Linked DNA regions of Mus musculus: region 2 is linked to region 1. A link is a contact called in public HiChIP or PLAC-seq data. All regions are on one chromosome and are shown on one strand. Each heading gives the region's core, a stretch centred on a gene start, on an enhancer-like site or on the middle of the called end of the contact. The rest is flanking DNA. Distances are from core to core; before and after follow the strand shown. Region 1 overlaps Magi1 (membrane associated guanylate kinase, WW and PDZ domain containing 1). Region 2 has its middle 56 kb from the start of Lrig1.

What was found. HiChIP or PLAC-seq counts read pairs in DNA pulled down with a chosen protein or histone mark.
Region 2: a FOXA1 HiChIP or PLAC-seq map of pancreatic cancer cells shows a contact between it and region 1. The contact joins two enhancer-like sites. A contact is called at or near these places in 1 of 484 Hi-C or Micro-C datasets (LSK cells) and 4 of 115 datasets of contacts at active chromatin or transcription factors (embryonic stem cells and pancreatic cancer cells).

The regions. Positions count from the first base shown.
Region 1 is chr6:94,181,988-94,186,970 of GRCm38.p6, forward strand. The region is part of intron 1 of Magi1 (membrane associated guanylate kinase, WW and PDZ domain containing 1); the gene reads right to left. The region is part of intron 1 of 4930511A08Rik (RIKEN cDNA 4930511A08 gene); the gene reads right to left. Among named protein-coding and RNA genes, the nearest start is that of Gm52867, 43 kb to the right of the region's middle. Within about 2 kb of position 1,549, at least 47 of the 459 cell types and tissues checked have an H3K27ac peak or open chromatin away from gene starts, as enhancers often do. A contact at or near this core is called in embryonic stem cells and pancreatic cancer cells, where this site is marked.
Region 2 is chr6:94,754,016-94,759,006 of GRCm38.p6, forward strand. No RefSeq gene overlaps it. Among named protein-coding and RNA genes, the nearest start is that of Lrig1, 56 kb to the left of the region's middle. RefSeq lists an enhancer at 1-3,425. Within about 2 kb of position 1,601, at least 47 of the 459 cell types and tissues checked have an H3K27ac peak or open chromatin away from gene starts, as enhancers often do. A contact at or near this core is called in embryonic stem cells and pancreatic cancer cells, where this site is marked.

The DNA of each region.
Region 1 (4,983 bases), core at 299-2,798:
GGGCTAGAGACTTACTGACATCAACAGGATCCTTCTAAACATCACATTCAGGGAAAATGAACTTTAAAAGGTGTGACTCTGCTTATGAAAATCCATCCTCAAATGGCATCAAGAACTCGGGGAGACACAAATGAAGAGTGATTTGGCAATAAATCAATGGGTCCCAGCAGGATTCTGTATAATGAGAAACTGCAGAGATAAAGTACTACTTCCAGCTCCAATGAGTCAACAGTAAACTGACTGGGCAAGGAAAGCCGGCTTGGTGGGGAGGTGTGCCTGTGGAAAGGGGTTTAGGCTGACCACCAGATCAACACCAGCCGGGAGTGTAACAAGGGGCCTAGAAAAGACAGGGGCTGTTAGGCTACATACTGACCAATAATCAAGGGAAGGCAGAGAGATCCAGCCTGGGAGGGGGCCAGCAAACTACACCTGAGTTCAGGGAGCATACCATGTTCCTTTGAGAAAAAGCAATCAGGAATGTGATGTATCAGAAACTTAAGCTATTACAGTAATATGATCTCTGGCTTTAAAACTGCAGCCCAGGCCCCTCCTCTGTATAGAGTCCCCTAGCATTCTTTTCCCACCCCCACCGGACCACATAAACTGCTCTGACATACATTAGTTGGCCCAATTTCCCCTGGAGGATATGGTTGTTTCCCTATTTTGTCCACTGATCCAGCCATGCAATGTAAAACAGGCACGTAACAGATACTGAGTAAACTGCATGAGTCCATTAATTCTTCTGAAAATACGGTGGACTCTTTACAACTGAAAAAGAGAAAGTGTAGGTGAAACGAACCTGACACTGAACGTTTAATTACGCATATTTTACTGATCACAAATCCTGACTATGAGATGAGCAAAATACTTTGCAGTCTCAGATCTTCCATTCATACTCAGATCTGACTCTCAGAGAGATGGGCAAATGGAAAATACAAGCTGCTGGGACTAAATAGAGACCATGCTAAGTTTGGGAGAGCAGACAGCATTTATCTCTCTGTACTATTATGGTGACCAACTAAGAAAAAAATAGGACACGTATGCTATGATGCTAGCAGGTGGAGGGAGAGGGTGGAAGACGCCAAGTTGGAAACCAGACTAGGCTATACAGTAAGACCGTCTCATAAACCAAAACAAGTAAGCCAGGAGGTGGTGGTGCACACCTTTAATACCAGCTCTTGGGAGGCAGAGGCAGGTGGGTACCTGAGCTTGAAGTCAGCCTGGTCTACAGAGTGAGTTCCAGGACAGCCAAGACTACACAGAGAAACCCTATCTTGAAAAGTCCTACTTGAAAAAGTAAGACAAAGTGTACCAAAGAACTTGATGCATGACCATGGTCCTCATATTATTAGAGTTTCGTCATTGTAATGTGCTGCATGAGGATCTATCTCCCTGTGGAAAGAGCCAGCTCACACTGACAGCGGAACCAACTGTGTGCAATGTTTCCCAGCTCTGCACACGGCGATAACAGTCGCCACCTATGTAACACCGGCCACGGCGGTGGTGTTTTGACAGTGGACCTGGGCAAGCACGACTCTCTTCCCAGAGCGGGCAATCAGCCAACAATCAGCACGCCCCTGGAATACTCTTGAGGATAGAATCTGGGCACTGATATTACAGTGAATTCACAAGTAGTTTTTCAGGCTGAACCAGGAGCGCTGCTTACACTGAAACTAGAAGACGCCACTTGTCAAGGGCGAGTGGGAAGAAATAATGCATTGTTTTCTCCCAGACTCAACTGCTCCTCCAGCCTGCAGGAATCCCAACTGTTCTCATTTCCTCTCCCGGCACTGCCACCATAACAAAAGCTTGGCCTTGGTCCCTCCATTCAACTGTGTCCTTCCACCTGGAAAGATTCTGAAACTGCAGTTCATAGGCAACTAGTCTCTTGGCTGAGGTTCTAAACACTTAAAACTTGCAAGGTCGCCTTTTAAGGCTGGAAGGTGTAGTTCCTTCTTTCCAAAATAACTACCTTCTCAAATAAAATCCAACCACAATGGGAGCTGTGGTGTAAGGAAAACGGCCACTTGTGATGTGTCTGTCATTACAGGCTGTAAGTGAGACAATGCACTCTTGTATTCAGAAGCACCCTCAACATGAACCAAACAGTTATAATCACAGATGCAGTCAGCGTTAGCCTTGTGGAATATGGTAATATGTGAGTGGGGCCTGCAAGTCTGTCTTAGATCACTTTCAGCAGTCAATGACAAATACCTGTGACAATGAACCTGTGTACAGAGAGAGCAACCTCCTCCGAGCAACCTATCTTTTCTTCTCCATCTAACACAAAGTTGCTATGCAGAGCAGTGCCCCTCCCTCCACCCCAGCAAACCCAGGGAACTCTGCCACTGCACAGACAGAGAACACAATAAAGGAAAAGGAGTTTACATCTATTCCAGAGTCGAGGCAATCCACACAAGACAATGCAGAACACCACCTCCTCAGCAACTTGAATCCTTTTGATGGTGCAAGAACACCGTAAAAGATGAAAACCACAACTACCATTCGCAAGCTAAACACCACAAACCACAACAGAGGCTCTGCATAAAGCTCAGTGGTGGGGTGCTTACTAGAAGTCACCCAGCCCTGGGCTGAATCCCCAGAACCCAAACCAAACAAAGGCCTCACACTCCAAACCAAATCAGCTAACTAACTCAGAGTAAGAAGGTGCGGGACACCAGACAGTTACAGAATGGAAAGTGGCCTAAGTCAGAAAGCCTGGGATCAGGAGAAGAGATAAAATGAGACACCTCATAACTTTCTATTCTATGTTCTAACCTTTCAGGAGATCCTACTCCAACCTTGCCAGCTAGCCCTTCCGAGTTCTCTATTAATAAAGTCTCTTTCCACTTAGGCTACCATTTGGAATAAAAACTGGCTCTTTATATGGTTTAGATGAAGTACTACCCTATAGTATCCTACATTATCCTACATTTTCTCAGTTAATCCAATCTACTAAAAAATAATCTTATAAACAGCTGATTTGAAAGAGGAAATACTACTACCTTAGGCTCTAACCAAATACATGTTCCATTGAAAAATGAGAATCCAGGGAAGTTGACATTTCTTTCAATAACGACCTTTAGAAACATTCTTAGTTCAACTTGAGTAATCCACTCATACATGCTGTCCCTGGAGTCCAGAGAGCATGCAGAGTGCAGCAGTGACTATACTGGTTATCATTTGTGATCCCACACAGTTTCATCCGGAGTCCCTGGCATAGTTTACAGTCCCCTGAAGACTTGATCAAGATGAGGGATCTTTTTCCATGATGGATATCTCATGAGGCTATTTGCCAAGAGACTTGATTTCAGCCAGAGAAGGTGGTGCTTGCCTTTAATCCCAACACTTGAGAGGTAGAAACAGGAGGATCTCTGGGAGTTTGAGGCCACCCTGGTGGACACTGAAAGTTCCCTTGGAATGGGGGGGAGGAGCCAGAGGCTACCCTAAGAAGAACGAGCAATTCCAAGGGTACAGTGAAGTTATGTTCTAAGCAAATAAACTAAGGGATGTACTTAAGTAGCCACTGTCATGGGTGGTAGACAGGCCATTGGGAAGGCAGCCATTGTTTCTGCCCTGGGACACAGTACGAGTTTCTCAGGAAAGACAAAAAACAAGTTCTAAAGGAAAAACAGAGGAAACTATTAGGAAGGGTTATGTTTCCCAGAATCTAGGGTGTCACATCAGGAACACCCTTAGAAAACGCCCTGAGGAGGAAGTCTGAAGTATATATAGCAACTAGCTCAAAAAATAATAGGCAATAAGGAATATTCCAGATGGAGAGAAATCAATAATTCCGGGCCAAAAACTGCGGAGGAAGGGGGCATTCAGAGCTAAAAGCAAGTACGTGATTGTCATGTGAGAGGTGCAAACTCTAAGAGTTGGGTGGGGTAAAGTCTGTAATGAGCCTCTCCAACACGTGAGGACAGAACGGGCCCTGAGGAACAGGAGGTGCCACAGTGGCACAGGTGAGTTGTGTAGTAGGAAACTCAAGAGGCTTCGCCTCTGCCAAACTTACTACTGTGTAGATTTTCTTTTGTTAGAGATGGGGTTCTCCCACAAACTGTGACCCTCTTTCCTCAATCTCCCCAGCAATCTGTACCTGACCGATGGTCAGTCTTCTGGAACGGTATCTGAAACCACCAAGCAAGGAAGCCTGTCCTACCTCTAAGAGAAAAGTAACAGTGAAAAAGAAGCTGAGTGCTAGGGAGGACAAAAGGGCAGACACTGGAAGGAACTTCCAAGTCAGCCACCGATCAAACAGAGCAGATGAGCAAGGCCAGGAACTCTCTCACCAGCCAATGTGGCATCATCATGAGAAATGACGAACCACTGTTTCAAAGCTGCCTAGTTTTGCAGGACTTATCAGTCAGCAACAAAAAAGCCTAGATGCAAAACTAAAAGGACCCCAACCCCTGGGGCCAACATGGAGGAGTATCAAAGCCCATCAGCACCAAGTCTGTCACTTAAATGTTATGGATATTAAAATATTATAGATAACAGTAGGATGAAAGGACTCGTCTACAAAATGCAAAGAAAAAAATGGCAGACTCAGGATAGCCACTGTTTAAGAAGCTGCTGGTAACCCATGAGTTAACCACAAACCTCCTCTCACTTAGCTCCATATATTACATCCAAAGAGAGTCCACTGGAAGACGTGGGTGAGTCATGATGCGGAAACCCAGCAAAGGACTTTGTACCTTGATTGCCACTTAAGTGGTAAAGAAAACAGAGAAAATCGTGTGAATAAACACAGAGATAAAGGAGCTAAGGACACCAAGGTGCTGATCCACCAGCCGAGCAGAGAAACAATCGGTGTTTGCCTTGCCAAGATACAGAACACTCAGCACAAGCTGGATCTAACTGGGTGTTTCCCTTTAAGTCTCTGCACAGCAGCTTTCCTCCGGGTGCTGGGTTGAGTCTGTACAGCTTGCCAAAGGCACTTTCCACTGGTCTCCATCAGAGACCAGGGAAGGTGAATGA
Region 2 (4,991 bases), core at 351-2,850, 570 kb after region 1:
AAGAGAGGTGGTGCATGTCTATAATCTCAGACTGGGGAGGTGAAGGCAGGAGGACCAAAGCTCAAGGTTATCCGGGCTACTTAGCAAGCTTGAGGCCAGCCTGTGACCCATGAGATCCTGTCTGAGAAAGAACAACGTGTTAGATTGTAACGCTTCCCACTGCCTTGTGGACAATGGACAACGGAACCAAGCACTCCCTCCCACCCCCCACTGCCACAACTCCCCAAAAGGGGTTGGGGGAATGTGTGGAGTGAAACAGAAGACCACCATAATTTTACGACTTCCAGAATGATTTTTTTGCTGGGCTTTCCTGAAGCTAAGCCACAAGCTAGTTAAGCCCGTGGGTCCTCCAGTATGGCCGATCGGTTCCCCGATGGGATATAGACTGATGCTTGTCACGTGACCACGTGTACACTCTTGTTTGTGGTGTGTGTTGATTTACTTGAGTTATCTTAGGAGAAGCAGACATCACCTTAAGTTTGAACAAATGGTGCTGCCTATTCCATTGATTTTGGTGGGACTGTCTTTCTTCTCTTCTATTGGATTTGAAGGGTGATGGGAGACAGTAGACAGGTAGGTAGCCTTGGGAGGCTTATGCCAAAGATTCTTGAACCTCAAATGTGTTCATTCAGGTGGAGCTGTGCTGAGTCACCACTGAAGGTGGGGTGACGGGCAGGGCTGAGGAGCCTGGGCTTGCGGTCCATGAGGAAGGAGGCTGTTGGTTCAGGGCTATTCTGAGAGTGAGTGGCAGCACACACATCTAGAGGAAAGCCCTACCGGGGTTGAGCCCTTGCTCTTAGCCATTACTCTCAACTCTACTAGGAGGCTCCCATTTTGCAGAGGAGAAAAACACAGCAGCTCAGAGCAGTCAGGCAACTTTCCCAGCTCAACAAAGGCTGAGGCTGGTCTCTCCCCAAAGGTGTCTGATGCAGTCTCTGCTCATAACCGATTTTCTCTGCTTCTGGAATGTTTTTTCCTGTCCTTCCTCTCCACTGCCATGTTCTCCTTGGCATGACATTTCTCCTGGTTCAGACGCTGGCCACAAAAATCTATCAGAGCCCTCATCATTGGTGAAGGAAAGCCATGTGAGTTGGGCAGTTGTGAGGGGAAAAGTAATAGCTGTGGTTCTGGTGCCTCTTAGATTGGCCCCAGGCCAGTGGCACCCTTGTTTGGAGGACAGATGTAATCACATCCCTACCACACGCCTTGCTTTGCCTTGTTTGTATTTGTGTCCTCCCTGATCCTTTCTTCTCCCATATCTCCCATATCACCTGCTCAGAGTCCTCTTCTGACCGCCCCGTGTAAGCTCTCCACCACTCCCATCAGCTTCCGTCTTATTATGTACTTGTTTGTTGGTTGGCTTGCTCCAGTATCTGGCTCCGCAGTAGCACGGAAGTTGTACGTGGGCAAACAGCGTGTCTGTTTGGTTTGCTAATGAATTTCTCATGCTCAGCACGGTGCCCAGGCCCAAGTAAGTGCTCAGGAAACATTTCTTGCACGAATGAATCAGGCAAGTTGGATGGGAGATGCCTTTAGACCCACACCTGCTCTGTGAATCCCAGGCTCCTTGTCACCTCTCTATAAGACGACCTCGAGGTGACCTCTAAGCCTCCTTCCAGCTCTGAAATTCCATGGCTCTCTGATGGACTTTGGAGACTGCTGAGCCCCACCCCGTTCAGTTATTTTGCCTTTATCGCCCAAGCCCAACTGATTTCTTTAGAAAAGGAGGTGGGTGTGTTTTAGGGAACTCTTAATTCCTTTGAGCATTTGGGCACTTTTCCAGTGCTTATAATTGCCTTAGGAACCAGTAAAGTTAGCAAGTTATTGATTTGGGACTAGATCTGTCAGCTTCATATTCTTTTTTCCTCTTCTTCCCCCCCCCCCCTTTTTTTAAAAATTATTTTCTGGTACTGTTGTGAGGTTACAGGCTAGTGCCTGAATCAACAGTTCTTTCTCTCTATAAGAAAGCTGTATTTTTAAATTTTGCTTTTGACTTTAATTGCAGCCAGCCATGAAAGGAGAGAATGAGGGTGTCGTTCCAGATGAGTGCACATTCAAAATCATTCAAACTCCACTTGGAAGAGGAGAGGAAAATTAATAATGAGAACAAACAGGCCTTTGGAAGCAGGCTCCCCTACTCACTCCTTTCTTTGTAAAATAGAGTCCTTCTCCTCACACAGTCAATGGAAAAAAACACTAGCGCAGAGACTGGGAGGTGTTCACACAATGGGCCCTTTCGGTCTACCCAGACCTGAGAAAGGCCAAACAGTGCAGAGCATGTGTGTGTGTGTGTGTGTGTGTGTGTGTGTGTGTGTGTGGCGACAGATTTAGATACATCAGCATTCAGCCACTCACCCAACAAATGTTTATGGACTACTTTCTCTGAATTAGCTTTCAAGCAGGGCAGGTATCAGTATAAACCAGTGACCAAGACAGGGAAATCCTAATACCCTGATGCTTTACCTGGTCTTATTACTTATACCTCCACCTGCTCCTAAGAACTTTGTGTGTATGTGTGCATGCATGTGTGTGTGTTAGTGTATGTATGTATGCTCATGTATGCATGCATATATACTGAGATCCATGTCAGATATCTTCCTTAAATTGCTTTCCATATTAATATTTTTATATCTTATATTTTGAGACATTGTCTCTCATTGGTCTAGAGCTTGCAGATTAGGCTAGACTGACTGGTTAGTATCCCCGGGAATCCTCTTACATAACCCAGCTAGAGCTGGGAATACAGGTGTGTGTACCAACATGGCTTGTTTTATTTTTTATTTTTCTGTGGCACTAGGCACTCTGCCACACCCTGTATGATCCCTGCATCCTTAAACACCTCTGGGTAACTTGCAACAGAAAATGTAATGTCAGTTCTATGGAAGCAGCCATCACTCTGGTATCGTTTAGAGAATTATGGCAAGAAAAAGTCTGTAAATATGTGTTACAGATGTACCTTTTTCCTAGATTTCATCTGTACCCGGTTGAGGCCAAAGATAAGAGGTGGCTGCATATTTAAGAAATAGGCTCTATTATGAGTTGAGGAAACCGGGGCACATTGTAGTGAAAAGATTGTCCAGTATCACATGTGTTGTGTTAGAAGGCAGTTCGTAGGGAGACAGATCACACCAGGCCAGTACAGCATCATGGGAGAGGTTTATTGGGGGATAAGGGGGAAAGAGAAAAGGATGAAGGGGGCAATGAAGAAAAAGAAGGAAAAAAAGAGCGAAGTTCAGGTTAGGGGGTTCTACCTTTTATTTGGGCTGTGATGTAATCATGCACACTACCTTGCACAAGTAAGGCTCAGGCAGGTAGATGAATGTATGGTGGTTTCCATGGCAACAGGCTTGTTGGGTCCTTGTCACCTATGGGTGATGTCATCACTGGATTCAGAGGCTGTAGGCTCTGATGCCAACAACATGGCTGACCAGTGAGTCACATGGAAAGCAAGAGGCTGAGTTCTTAAGCTATGGAGCTTAGGGGCCAGTGGAGTAAGTACCTGAGGACTCGGAATTCTTACATGATCCAAGACGTGGACAGGCAACCTAGAGAAAGTGCAGGTGTGAGATGCTGAGGAAGCATTTGGGAAAGATATTCTGTGAAAGCTAAGATCTGAAGATGTGTCTGTGTAACCAGACAAAGATGGAGGGGCATTTGGGAGAGCTTGAAAGTGCTCTGTATGAAGAAAGGTGGACGTGGAGGATGAGAGGGGAAGACGAAGAGGATAGGAGATGGATCACAAAAGGGTCTGGAGGCCATCCCATGTGGGTAATGGGGTGAACCAAAGTCCTCTGAAAAAGCAGCAAGTACTCTAACTACTGAACCATCTCTCTAGTCCCATAAATATTTAAACGTAACTTCAATCATTTAACAGATGTCTTTAAAAACACACAGTGCCTGTGGTGACTGTTTAAAAAAACATATAGAATTTACAAGATTTAATAGCACTGGGGAGATGACTCTGTCAGTAAAATGATGGTCAAAATGAGTTCAGCCCTTAGAAAACAAATTCTTAAATCAGGTAGATGTGCTTCTTTGTGTCCCAGCATAGGTGTGAGGATAGCAAGGCTCAGAGACAGGACAATCCTTGAGCCTCACTGGCCAGTTAGCCTAGTTGAATTGGCAAGTTCCAGGTCAGGCTAGGGCAGTGAGAATGTTTCTCAAGAAACGAAGTGTGTGGCAACTAATGACTGACACCACACACATGAACATGTTCTCTCTCTCTCTCTCTCTCTCTTTCTCATACACACAAACACACACACACACACACACACACACACACACACACACACACACACACACACACATACACACACTCACACAAACTCTGACTGCTAACCTAGCTCTTACTTCACTGTCCCAGGCCTGAAATTCCACCATGATGTTAGTTTTTTGTGTTGGGTTGAGGCCCTTGAAGAACACGTACTATGTTTAGGAGGGGAACATTTATCTATGTAGCTCCTTGACTGGGTTGGCTGCCAAGTAGCAGTGTGTAGGGCTCTGGAGGGATAGGAAGCTAGACAGGGTCATTTGGGTGACAACTTGGTGGTTAGAGACATGTTGGTGGTTGGAGCCAACTAGGCTCCCGCATAAGAGACCACAGAAGGACTAGTCAAATGGCCACATGTGTTGGAAAGCCAATGTCTGCTTAGAGGCAAGCCAGGTGGTTTCCCTGCCCTGTTGTTAACTCAGGGAACCACGTGCCCTCGAAGGGCACATCCAGAATGTCAGGCATAGCTGTGACCACATGTGGTGATGCTGGATATGGAGAGGAATCCCACTTTCTTGTTCCCACATTCCTTTATGACAGTTTTGTCAGGATAGGAGAGTAGCTGAGGCATTGAGTCAAGTCACTGCTAACTCAGGATGCCTCTGCTAAACTGTGAATGTGTCTGGTACAATTCATGGGTTCAAGCATCCACTAGGGGTCTTGGACTGTATCACCTGTGGATAGGTAGGAGGAATGTACCCCTGGATGGTGATGCATAAAG